Regions from separate parts of the Mus musculus genome. Here all the other regions are linked to region 2. A link is a contact called in public HiChIP or PLAC-seq data. All regions are on one chromosome and are shown on one strand. Each heading gives the region's core, a stretch centred on a gene start, on an enhancer-like site or on the middle of the called end of the contact. The rest is flanking DNA. Distances are from core to core; before and after follow the strand shown.

Region 1 (4,050 bases), core at 1,546-4,045, 85 kb after region 2:
CTGCATGCCTACATAGATTGGGACCGGAGGTAGGAGTTGGGGTACCTGTCTGTCTCATCTGACCTACAGCGTAGTCTGTGTAGTGGGCCTCAGTTGCCTCTCATACAGGTGAGGATGTCCCGCTTTGGGAAGTTAGTAACTCTCTCTTCCCAGGCCAGCCAGCTAGCAGCCACTACCTCCAGGTTTGTTTTTAGTTTTCCTGCTTCCCAAGCCTGGCTGGTTCCCACCACTTCATAGGCCTGACCCGAGGGTGACGGTCACAGAGAGTGAGCATGGCAGTGATCCAGGGTAGGCACAGAGCCACTTCCTGCTCAGGGAGTGCCAAGCGGCTTCCGGCTTCCCAGAGTGCAGGGGGGCATTTAAATGTCCCTCAGAGAGGTGGGGTGCAGCAAGCAGGCGAGAACTAGAGGAGTTGCATGCTGAAGCCATAGAGGCAGATGTATAGGTGGTGTGGTGCTGGCACTTGGGGGATCTTGATGACTTTGGTACTGTGAGATGGCTGGGCAGGAATGGTGGAGAAGTAGTGTACTCAGGTTAACCTAGAACTCACTACATAGACCTGGTGGGCAAATAGCTGTTTGTCTTTCCTGTCATGTCCTACCTCCAGAGAGCTGTGGGCCCTCAGACCCTACATGAAACCAGTCTGAGCCCAGCTGGGCCCCGTGTCCCCTCACGTGCATCCTCTAAGTCCTCAGTTTTCTAGTCTGTGAAGTGGATATGAATCCTGTGTTGTATTTTTCTCTGGGCGATGAAGATAGCTGTTTCTAAAACTCGAGCAGTTTAGCCCCGAAGGAAGTCAGCATTGCTGGAATTCATAGCTATACATATGGTCTGATTGAGAGGAACAGCCCAACCTCTTCCAGACCCTCTTCCTCTGGTGACAAGAGGAGACATGTGGTATGGGTAAGGTAGGTTGGGGGGGGGGGGACACAAGCCACCTGGACACAACCATGAGCAAAGAACAAGGCGTGAAGGCAGAGGCAGGTGGGCGGGAGACTCTTGCACCCAGAGCCTTGCCTTCATTGGGTAAGAGAGAGAAAGCCTGTGGTGTTAAGTATGGTGGCATACATACTGTGACAACTGGGGGGGGGGGGTATCAGAGAATCCTCTCAAATTTGATGGGCATCCTCCTTAGGATGCCACCTCAGTTCAGGTGGGATAAAGAAGGCAGGAAATAGCCTATAACTTTTAGGAAGAATTCTCAGGGAACCTTGTTTTCTGGCCCGCCCTGGAGGGAGACGCCCCTTTCCCCTGGGACCAGGTTCCAGGTGCCTGCCTGAGCCCGGTTCTTTGTGGAAAGTGCTTTCTCAGCCTTAAACTCGTTCCACTCTCTTTTCCCCTCTCACAAGGGCATATGGGTGTAATTTCCTTTTCCTGTGTTATTATAATTGTACAGTTGGAAGTGGCCAAATGTTAAATGGTGGGAATTGGTTCAATAAATGACATTGTATTGACCTTTTGCTGGTAGCACTTTAGAAGATACAAAATGTCTTAGGAACGTGTTCCTTATAGCACATGATCTGATCGGAAAGTGGCAGGCAAGCTCTCCTCTCCCCCCCCCCCCCCCCCGTTTTTTGGGAGGGGGAGGGGCGGTTAAAAGTTGCAAGGATGCATAACAAAATGTTACCAAATGCCTCAGAAATCAAGTTGATTGTTTGGTATGGGTACGTGGGAGTTTTAGACCCCTTACAACAGCCCGTGAGTTAAATACCCCCCCCCCCCCCCGACCCCTGAGACAGGGTTTCTCTGTGTAGCCCTGGCTCTCCTGAAACGCACTCTGTAGACCAGGCTGACCTCGAACTCAGAAATCCGCCTGCCTCTGCCTCCCAAGTGCTGGGATTAAAGGCGTGCGCCACCACTGGCCGTGAGTTAAATTGATAAGGAGGAAAAGGCGTTTCTTTACAGTGGTATTTCCTTACAGTGGCATGAGACTCTGTCAAGCAACCCAGGAGAAGCCTCAGGTCTGAGGCCTGCAGAGGAAGTGTCACCTGAGCCCTTTCTGGCTTCAGCTCTCACACCTGCCCTTACCCGGAGGCTGGGTTTGAATCTTAACCCTGTGTGTTGAGTTTCTGCTTGGCCTTTGGTTCCTTGGGGTCACAAGGGACTGGCTGGCTCTGCAGATGACTGCAAGTGGGCACAGAGGGTGTCCCCAGTCCAGGTTAGTCTCTGGCTGCCATTTCCTTTCTACTGTGAGGCCCAACCTCTATGGGTCTAGAAATGCTTTTAATAACTTTTAGTCGACTTTGAATTTTCATTGGAAGTCAGTATGGGTTTGGTTCATAGCCATCTCTGAAAGGAAGGCAGATGCCTCTATTTTGTCCTGTCTACCCATGTCATCGTTGTAGTCCCTAGCCCCTCCCCTCCCTTCCATGCAGGTGCCATCTGATGTCCTTTATGAAAAAGTGATGGTCTTTTTTTAAAAAACAAAACACACGAGGGTCTCTCTTATGTAGTTCTGGCTGTCCTAGAACTTGATATATGACCTGTGTTTGAGGCTAGCCTCGAACTCACAGAGATCCACCTACCTCTGCCTCCTGAGTGCTGGGCTTAAAGGCGTGAGCCACTACCATCCAGCTAGCAATGATGGTCTTACCCTCTCCTGTCAGCTTCTTGCAGCATAAAGCAGGTGGCTAGGAGATTTGTTCTGGATTAGGGTTTCTTCTGCAATTCCCAGTAACTGGGGCTGGCTAGATCCAGAGTAGTAGCCACCCAGTGGGTAGGGGAGCAGGGCAGCAGCCTCTTGGGTCCTCCTGTGTGGTAGCCTGGCTCCACAGACTCCTCTGATAAGCAGGGGTCATTGGTTTAGCAGAAAGGGAGCATTGTTAACTTACAGGGGCGTTGTCAGAGGGAGGCATTGTGTGTCCCGAGGCTTTCTCAGCATCTCAGCGGGTGTTGGAACATTGGAACCCCCACCCCATGGCAACAGGTAAATCTCTTCTGGTCCCTTGTGTCAGCTAGCATCTTTCAGCCCTAATCCCTGTCTGCATGGAGAGGTTTTTCCTAGCCTCCCCCCCACCCCCACCTGCCTGCCCCTCCGGGTACTGAGTGGGAGAGAAGGCAGTTTGTTAGCGATGATCCCTGAGCTCTGGCATGGAGCAGTGTTCCTTGGGGAGAGCCCTCAGCTGCTCCAGGGCTGAGTCTGGCTGAGTCTGGTTGAGTCATGAGCCACATGGGTCTCAGAAAGCAGAGAGTAGGTTGGGGGTGGGGAGCACTCGGAGACTGTCACCAGCAGTGACAGGTTTCCAGGGCCAGATGGGGCCCGCATCCCTGCCAGCATCTTGGTTGTCACATTTTGTTTTGGCTGTGTTCGTTTGAAAGGCGCTGATATTTGGAGCCCAAGGCATGTTACCCTGTGCTTTCTTGGTATCTTTAGTTTTATCTTGAATTTTGGGAGGTGCCTGGAATTCTTCTCATACTGACTTAGAGAAGCTATCCCAGCGCACTGACCATTTTAGATGGGTGCAGGTGACCCGGGCCAGGAATGGCTTCTCCCAGCAGTGACTCCCTCCATGGCTCTCTTATCTGCACCCACGGCTCTCTGGTCATGGGTTCCTCTGGGAAGGGTAGGTTCACTTGGGAAGGGGTGGACACCTCCAGGACAGCTGCCAGACTCTAAGGATGTTACTTAGGAAGGAGAAAAATTTGAGTTAGGCTCCCCAGTGTTAAAGTTAAGCTGGGACAAAGAGGCCGCTTAGTACCACATGGCCATGTCCCACCAGGTCCACTACCCACATGACCCAAGGTGCTGGCCTTCTCAGATGCTGGTTTCTTATAGGGAACAATGGGGCTAGCAACCGAAGAGAAGGCTCTGGCAGAAGGCTACTCCAAGTTAGCTGAATCTTGCCTTTGCTGTCTCTTGGTGCCAAGTAGGACTGGTAGTACCTGATGGTACTGGGCCTGCTCCCACCCACAACAGCACTGCATGTGCCTGGTAGACCACGCTCTCCTACTCACTAGGGTCTGGCGTGGCCACGTCCCAGGCAGCATTGATTTTATTTATTTATTTATTTTAAAGCTGTCTGCTTTAAAATAATAAATAAATAATTTCCA
Region 2 (4,027 bases), core at 33-2,532:
CTGGGGGGCTGGGTTGCATAGAGGAGTGGCTGTTGCTGTTGGAGGTAGAAGTGCCTCTGCCCTTTCCTTGGGCATGACTAATCCCGCAGCGTGAAATTCTGTAATGTGTGTGCTTGACTTTTTGCATTAGTTTGTTTCTGAGACAGGGCTTCTCTATGGAGTCCTGGCTAGCTTGGAATTTGCTATGAGGACCAACCCTCCTATTCACAGAGATCTCTCTGCTTCTACTTCCCAAGTGCTGGGATTAAAGACATGTGCTACCACATGTGTCTACTCTTTCAAATAGCTCAGTGACAGGCTAGGTTGTGGTGGCACAAGCCTGTGGTCTCAGCACCAAGAGGCTGAGGCAGGTGAATGGTGATCTGAGGCCAGGCTGAACTGTACTGAAATCTCATCACAAAAGAATAAGAGGGGAAGGAAGAGAGATGGAGGGCGTGAGGGTCGAGGATAACATGTAGGAATTGGTTCTTTCTATTATGACAGGCCTGGGTTTTGAACTCAGGTTGTCAGGCTTGGCAGCAAGTGCCTTTCTTTATCCACTGAGCTTCTCTCAATGGTCTTGTTTCTATTTTCCTCAACCTTGGCTACCATCTTGCTATATATAACAACTTCTTGTTCCCTAGTCATAGCTGACTGGGCCTCTGACCCAAGCGGGACCAATGGGCATCCTCTAGGGAATTTGAAACTGGGACAGAAAGAGGATCAGCTGCAGTCTGGTTTCTTTCTTGTCAGGAGACACGAAAGCCCAGCAAAAGTGAGCAAGAGGGATCCTTAGCTCCTTGACCCAGGCACAGATACCAATCTGCTACAACAGGAGATTGAGTGGACCCCGAACAATGCAAATCAAGAGGGAGAGACTGAGATAGCCTAGGCTATGGAAGCGTCCCAGCTCTTGCCTCCAGACAGACCAAGACTCCCATCATTCTCTAGTCTCAGACCTCAAAACGCACCTCTATGCTTTTCTAATAGACAGGGTGTGAGCATCTGTGTGTGGAGGCAGGCCCAGACTGGCTAATAGAGCCCGTTGTGCATAGTTACATAGTTCGTTCGTGGGTGGCAGTCAGCTAGCTACAGAAACTGGAAACCGCTACCAAGCAGGAACCCCTCCCTGAGAGCACCATATGCATTTCCCAGCACTCTCCCCTCCACCCTCTGGAGAGTCCCATAAGCTACAGCCCAGACCTTCTAAGTGAACTGGCTGCCGAGCCAACTCCTATGTGTGCTTAGACTGCTGCTGCTCTGAAGAAGCCTTCTGTAATGCTGGCAGGAAGCCAGTTTGATGCATAGTCATCTCAGGGCCAGGAGGACATCCTGAACCAGCCCAGAGTCCCGAGGCTTCTGTGTCATAGCCGTGGGTGGGCACAGACTCACCCAGGCCATAAATGCCAAGGTCCTTGGGGCTGAAGTCCATGTTCTGGAGGATGGGTGTCCCCTGTCCTCCTGGCACCCTCAGGTTCACTCCTGGTACATCTCCACTGACTGGCTTCTTACCACCCCCTCTCCCCCAGCCCTGGCCTGCTCAGCTGTCCCACCATCTACACGTGTATGAAGCCTCGGTTGGCTTTTTTTTTTTAATCAGGAAAGTTGGTGGGCCGTCTCCTAGGAACCCAGACAGTTTCCTTTCAAGAGATTCTCTGCTGCTCTCCCTACCCACTTCCCGCCCGCGTAGTAGCCCCCTCTGGCCATGACCCCGACACACCATTGCCTTAGAACTAGAGCATCTATATCACTATGTCCCTTTTTGAATCTTCACTATGCTGAGGGCTTCTCTCGCATCTATGGGCATCAGCATGACTGAAGGATGTCAGGGTGTGTCCCCAACTGAGAAAGTGCTTATCATGAGATCAGGGTGGAGCTGCTGACTAAGCATAAAGGTGTGTCACCCAGGATGTCATTGACATTGTTAAAGGAAGATGCAACCCAGATAGGCCTGGCACCAGCAGAATGCAGACAGGGGACAGCAATGGATGATGTATTCCCATCACCAGGGTCACAGGCAGAGAGACTGCAGGACAAGTGTGATGCCAAGAACTTGAGCGTGAGGCTACCAGAAATCTTGGCTCCTATTCTAGCTGTCCCATTGTTGGAGACAAGAGCAAGTCCTGTTGTCACCTTGATAATCGATCTCCTCACTTGTCCAAACGTTTTTACTGAATTGCTATCTGGACTATAAAAGATGGCATAGGAAGATGGCTCAGTGGGTCATACCCCTGCAGCCCAGCCTGACAATATAAGTTCAGTCTCAGGGAGAGACTAGCTGAAGGAAAGAGGTGACTCAGCTATCCTCTGACCACTGACCAACATGCTGGGCATACATGCTGTAGCCTGAGTATGCCCTGCCCCCTGAATGAATAAATATTTTAAAAATTTAAATGGGGGCCTGGAAAGATGGGCCATTGGGTCATAGCACTTGCTATTACAGAAGACCCAGGTTGGGTTCCCAGCACGCACACGATCATTTACAGTCACCAGGTCCAAGGACTCTGATCTTCATAGACAACTGGCACACATGTAAGCATAATACATTCAGGCAAACACTCATACACATGACAATTAAAAGTAGCTAAGTCTGGGGCTGGAGAGATGGCTCTGTGGTTGAAAGCACTGACTGCTCTTCCAGAGGACCTAGGTTCAGTTCCCAGCACTCACATGGTGGCTCACAGCTGTCAGTAACTCCAGCTCCAGGGGATCTGACACTCACACAGACATATACAAGTAAAACATCAGTGCACATAAAATAAATAAATTTTAAAAATTAGGGGCTGGTGACACACACCTTTAATTAATTCCAACACTCTGGGAGGCAAAGGCAGACAGATCTTTGAGCATTCAAGACCAGCCAAGTCTGCATAGTAAGACCCTGTCTTAAAAATAAATAAATATTAAAAATTAAATATATTCACTGGAAAAAAAACCCAACTAAAAAAGACAGGGATGTCACCCTGGACTGCCTGGTATCAAGAACGGTGGGTAAAAGTTAGTGTCTCATTTGCCTATGAGTCTGTGTTCTGCTGGTCATGTGTAAAAGAATCAGCTCTGCTTAAGGAAAGCAAATGAGGAATTTGTCACAGGAGAGAAGCGCTCACTTTCTCCCGGCTCCTGCTACCCCTTTCTTACATGGTAAAACTATTTTTAGCCAGGTTCAGAGTGGCTTAATTACTGCCTGCTTCCCAGCCTCCCTTACAGATTGACACGTTCTGCAACTAAGCTCCAGACAGCGGGGGTGTGAACAGAAGTGATATATATATATATATAATATTCTAGGTCATATCCTTAAAGCGAAGGCACATTCTTTTATCTTCCTTTTTACAGGAAAAATCTTTTCCTCTTTCTTTCTGGCTAGAACAGGAATGTGCTGGCAGGAGCAGCCCTATTGGTTTATGAGGAAAGACGGGTTTGGGGATGGAGACAACAAGAAAGAAAGCAAGGTTCAATAGTGCATGCTTTTTGTTTTTTTTGTTTTGTTTTGTTTTGTTTTGTTTTGTTTTGGTTTGGTTTTTTGGTTTTTCGAGACAGGGTTTCTCTGTGTAGTCCTGGCTGTCCTGGAGCTCACTCTGTAGACCAGGCTGGCCTCGAACTCAGAAATCCTCCTGCCTCTGCCTCCTGAGTGCTGGGATTAGTGTGCACCACCACGCCCGGCTTAGTGCGTGCTTTTAATCTCAGCACTTGGGTTTTGGAGGCAGAGGCAGGCAGATCTGTTGAGTTCTAGGCCAGCTTGGTCTACATAGTGAGTTCCAGGCTGACCAGGACTACAACTCATCTCAAAAAAAAAAAGTCAGGGTTGGGCTGGAGTGACTTGGAGCCATTGCCTCCCTGTCTAACAGCTCAGACTTTCAAGTGCCTGAGAAATTAAATTTCTGTTTATTTGCAAATCAGAGAGATTAAATTTCCGTTTACGTATGAGTCATCATTGTTGGGTTTTATTACAGCATCCAAACCTAACTTCTACCTCAGTCAGTCATCTGGAAACTCATGGAGTCTGAGGTAGAGGCAAGATTCAGACAGCAGGAGGAGCAGACCTGTGGTC
Region 3 (4,055 bases), core at 204-2,703, 110 kb after region 2:
ATGATTCAGGGTTTTCTGCTCCAAGGGTCATGCAGCCAGCAGTCTGGCGCCTTTGCCCACTGCCTGAGACTTAGTTATCAGTGCACAGACATGGGCAAAGGTTCCCCCGGGGAGGGCCCTGCCTCCTGGGCCATTGGGGATGGGTGTGGCTGGTATACAGGAACCCTGGAGCCTCTTGGCTTCTCAGTGACTTCCTCTAGTGAGCAGTAACAACCTTCTCTGTCACTTTAGTGCCACCTGTCTAGTCTGACTGCAAGGGTTAGACTGGTGGCCCTGGGGCTCCCGAGACTCCCCAAATGGAGCATGCCTGTTGTAACCCAGCAAGTAGGCAGCTCTTCCATGGGTGGTCCCTGAAGAAAGACAGGAAGGAGGCATGAATCCAAAGTGATGGGTTTTCTCATTATTTGTGAGTGTGTGCATGCATTCACATATGAGTTTGTGGGTACATCAGGAGTGTGGGGGTTTTGCTTGATTTGTTTGAGACAGGGTCTCTCTTTGGCCTTGAACTTAGTAGGCCAGGCTGACTAACAAGCTCTTGGGACCTGTCTGTCTCCTCCTCTCTAACACTGAGATTATAAATATATGCCACCATGTGTTTGCGCTCTCTCTCTCTCTCTCTCTCCCTCTCCCTCTCTCTCTCTCTCTCCTTCCCCCCCCCTCTGTCTCTCTTTCTCTCTCTCTCTCTTCTCAGGGTTCTTGGTCAGTCTGTCAGTTGTCTGTCTGTCTGTCTGTCTGTCTGTTTGTCTGTCTGCCTTTTTGCCTTTTCAAGACAGTGTGTCTTTACCTAATCCTGGCTGTCCTGGAACTCACTATGTAGATGAGGCTAGCCTCTAACTCACAGAGATCCATCCATGTTTGCCTCCCAGTGCTGGGCTTAAAGGCATGCTCTACTACTCCTGGCTCTGGATACCTTCTTTAAGGGCAGCCTTGTGCTGTTCCTTCTACCTCTTCCTTCCCACACTAGCCCTCCACAGAAGCCACTCAAGCCTGACTCTTGCCCACCCTTTGTGCAATCGGTCTGTGTAGGCAAGGTCACCTTCGTGAGGATGCTCTATCCCGATAGTAGATGCAGTTCCTGTTCCAGGCCTTCCCCATCTTGGCCTTTACTTTCCACCACTTGGAAGTTCATAATTCATTGTCAGTTGTTGTTGTCTCTCCGGGGCCACCTGCTTCCAGGATCTTTGTCCCTACTGCTGCCCTCCACACCTGGCATATTTTGAATATGCCTCTGTGTTTGTCAATAGAACTGTGGGGAGGGAGTGTCTGGTTTGGGGCTGGGTGGGCCCTGTGGGCCAGGGATGGGTGGAGTACACAGCTCTGGGTGACTAGGAGCAGGGAAGAAGAAAGCCAGGAGATTTAGGGGGCAGGGGCTGCTGCCTGACATGTACGAGGGAATGTGCCCTGGAGCCAGCAGGCTGCAGAGCGGCGTGGCAGGGCCAGAGCTCAGGGAGTTTGGGAGCCAGTCTCTGGAGCTTGGACTTTCTCATGCAGAGAGATTAGGGAGTAAGACGAATGGTCATAAGGTCAGGTTAATTGATTGGGGGGGTGGGGCGCTCAGGATTTTTTTTTGCCAGTGCAAGGTGATCTTTAAGCAGGTAATCACTAGAGCTTGGACATCTGGACCAAAGAGGCCTCCATGCTCAGCCCCAAGTGTGCTGTATTTGTGTTTCCCTTCTCAGCTGCCAGGACAGGATAAAACACTACTTGTTACATCATCCCAAGGATACAGCAGGGAATTCCCGCCCCGACCCCATTTATTGGTTCCTTAGTTCTCCATCGGGTACCAACAGCGAGCTGTTCAGTCACCCTGTGGGAGCCCTGAGGCAGGAGACCCACCCTGTGGGTCTGGGCTCAGGCAGGGAGTGCAGCTTGCTTCTGTACGATAGACTTGGCAACCTCTGGTGGCTGGCGGAGAGCGTGGTGTTCAAGGCTCTTCCTGCTAGCTGGCTGAGGCTCTCTTGGGTCTTCAGGACCTTCAGGTGCTGGCACAGTTCCTCATGGTTAAGGCAAGGGGATGAGAAGGTGGGAAATCTCATGCCGGTTCTCAGTAGGTTCGCCCTGCAGGGAAGGGACTGAGCTCACTCCAGGACTCTTGTTTCCCTTTAAAAATTAAAATAGCCTACAAGGTTTTTGTGAGCATTTTTTTAAATTAATATATGCATATGTGCTTGGAGCAGTGCCTGGCATGGAATGAGAACTCTGTGTGTGTGTCTGTGTCTCTGTGTGTGTCTCTCTATGTGTGTAGGTATGTGTGTGTGTCTGTGTGTGTGTGTCTGTAGGTGTGTGGATATGTGTAGGGGTGTGTCTGTGTGTGTGTGTCTGTGTGTGTGTAGGTGTGTGTGTGTGTCTGTGTCTCTGTGTGTGTGTGTCTGTGTGTGTGTGTCTCTGTGTATGTAGGTGTATGTGTAGGTGTGTGTCTGTGTCTCTGTATTTAGGTGTCTGTGTGTGTCTGTGTCTCTGTGTATGTAGGTGTGTGGATATGTGTAGGGGTGTGTCTGTGTGTGTGTGTAGGTGTGTGTGTGGATATGTGTATGTAGGTGTCTGTGTGTGTGTGTCTGTGTCTGTGTGTGTGTGTCTGTGTATGTGTAGGTGTAAACACTGACCGTTTTCCTCCGTGTTGTCAGGTATATGGTAGTACATGCAGACCCTGTGGCACCAGTGGGGCACTCGCTATGCTTCTAATAAAACTGTCACTACAGTGACAGCAGCACTTTGCTCCCAGCTTTATCTGTGGCCATAGCCAGTTTATAAGTTCTCAATTGTAATTGGAGCCAATGAGGCAGCAATTATGAAAGTGTCCCTGAGTCGAGGCACGCCTGTGAGGGGGCCATGGAAATGTGACTCTGCCTAAAAGGCAGGGTCAGGGAGAGGCAGTAGCCAGAGGGACTTGGCTGTTATTCCTGGCTCTGCTCCTCACCAGTTAGCCCATGTTGGTTCCAGTCACTGTGCCTGCCATACGAGGGACGTTTTAGATGATACTTAACAGTCACCTTGGGATCGCCCCTCACTAGTTCCTAAGTGTGGCTGGCACCTCCCAAGCCATAGCCCCATCCACCCTTCCCTCTCAAGTACGGATGCAATAGCACAAGTGTGGAGTTCAATGTGGCAGCCTCCAGCACTGAGCAGCCCCTAGTGGAGGGTCTATGCTGTGCCGGAGGATGGAGGAGAAGGCAAGGGGACAAAGGTTTCCTTGTTCTTGACCTTCTAACCCAGTTAGGAAGCCAACATCTAAACCCACAAGAAGTTGTGTAACAGTCTAAAGTGAGCTTCTGTTGGTTTGCATGTGGGCCTCTGGGGTCAGAGCTAGAACATGGGACCCAGAAAAGATTTTCTATTGTCACAGCAGATGGATGACAGAGGCTGTCTTTGTCTAGTCACGTACCATGTGGACACCCTGCCTGGATCCTGCCCATCTCTTACTAGCTGTTCCTTATCTCAATCCTTGAGATAACAGAATGAGTTACGAATTTTTCAGGCCTAAGGAAGCTGCCACCTCCCGAGGATCATTTAGAAAGAGGCAGGACTGTGGCTATCACGTATATTCTTGTCATATGTGCATGAGGGGCTCCTTTGGACAGTAGCTAATGGTGCCTTTAGCTACTTCCCTTTCCCTCAGCTGGCTGGAGGGTCAGTAACTCAGGGTCACCTAGGAAGAGTTCAGTACCTTGGATTGCTTCTGACCCAGCTGGTGCCATGTGCTGATGAAACACAGGCTAACAGAAGCCAAGGGACTCAACGCTGCTTATATCCCAGTCCCAGAACAGCAGACTCAGTACAGGGCGGCCATGTGGTCAACCTCAGGATGACTGCAAATCTCAGCCAGAAGGCCAGTCCCCCCATGGAGACCGTCATACCTCCCATTGTTTATTTAGGTCGTAGGGACTGGGCACTGCTCTTTCTGCTGAAGGAGGAACTCAATTTAATGCCTTTGTCTGGCAGAAGGCACTCCTCCTATCCCCACTGTGGATAGAAAACCCAAGCCCTGCCATTCCACTGCCCAGTATCAGAGTCCTTACAAGTGACAGGTAGTGTTTTACCTCAAGGTTTGGTGCATG

The links. HiChIP or PLAC-seq counts read pairs in DNA pulled down with a chosen protein or histone mark.
Region 1: an H3K27ac HiChIP or PLAC-seq map of embryonic stem cells shows a contact between it and region 2, with 12 read pairs. The contact joins two enhancer-like sites. A contact is called at or near these places in 2 of 39 promoter capture datasets (the 3T3-L1 cell line and pre-B cells), 1 of 15 datasets of contacts at CTCF or cohesin (CD8 T cells), 7 of 484 Hi-C or Micro-C datasets (B cells, Th1 cells, double positive thymocytes and 1 more), 9 of 115 datasets of contacts at active chromatin or transcription factors (the HPC-7 cell line, bone marrow-derived macrophages, embryonic stem cells and 2 more) and 3 of 9 other capture datasets (adipose tissue, liver and pancreatic islet).
Region 3: an H3K27ac HiChIP or PLAC-seq map of embryonic stem cells shows a contact between it and region 2, with 11 read pairs. The contact joins two enhancer-like sites. A contact is called at or near these places in 1 of 39 promoter capture datasets (liver), 2 of 15 datasets of contacts at CTCF or cohesin (CD8 T cells and large pre-B cells), 5 of 484 Hi-C or Micro-C datasets (B cells, Th1 cells and embryonic stem cells) and 11 of 115 datasets of contacts at active chromatin or transcription factors (CD4 single positive thymocytes, T-cell acute lymphoblastic leukemia, double positive thymocytes and 4 more).

The regions. Positions count from the first base shown.
Region 1 is chr12:102,639,761-102,643,810 of GRCm38.p6, reverse strand. The region is part of intron 2 of Itpk1 (inositol 1,3,4-triphosphate 5/6 kinase); the gene reads left to right. Among named protein-coding and RNA genes, the nearest start is that of Mir1936, 43 kb to the left of the region's middle. Within about 2 kb of position 2,795, at least 100 of the 459 cell types and tissues checked have an H3K27ac peak or open chromatin away from gene starts, as enhancers often do. A contact at or near this core is called in embryonic stem cells, where this site is marked.
Region 2 is chr12:102,723,161-102,727,187 of GRCm38.p6, reverse strand. The region is part of intron 1 of Gm30296 (a long non-coding RNA gene); the gene reads right to left. Among named protein-coding and RNA genes, the nearest start is that of Gm30296, 14 kb to the right of the region's middle. Within about 2 kb of position 1,282, at least 44 of the 459 cell types and tissues checked have an H3K27ac peak or open chromatin away from gene starts, as enhancers often do. A contact at or near this core is called in CD8 T cells, Th1 cells and embryonic stem cells, where this site is marked.
Region 3 is chr12:102,616,134-102,620,188 of GRCm38.p6, reverse strand. The region is part of intron 3 of Itpk1 (inositol 1,3,4-triphosphate 5/6 kinase); the gene reads left to right. Among named protein-coding and RNA genes, the nearest start is that of Chga, 63 kb to the right of the region's middle. Within about 2 kb of position 1,453, at least 51 of the 459 cell types and tissues checked have an H3K27ac peak or open chromatin away from gene starts, as enhancers often do. A contact at or near this core is called in CD8 T cells, Th1 cells and embryonic stem cells, where this site is marked.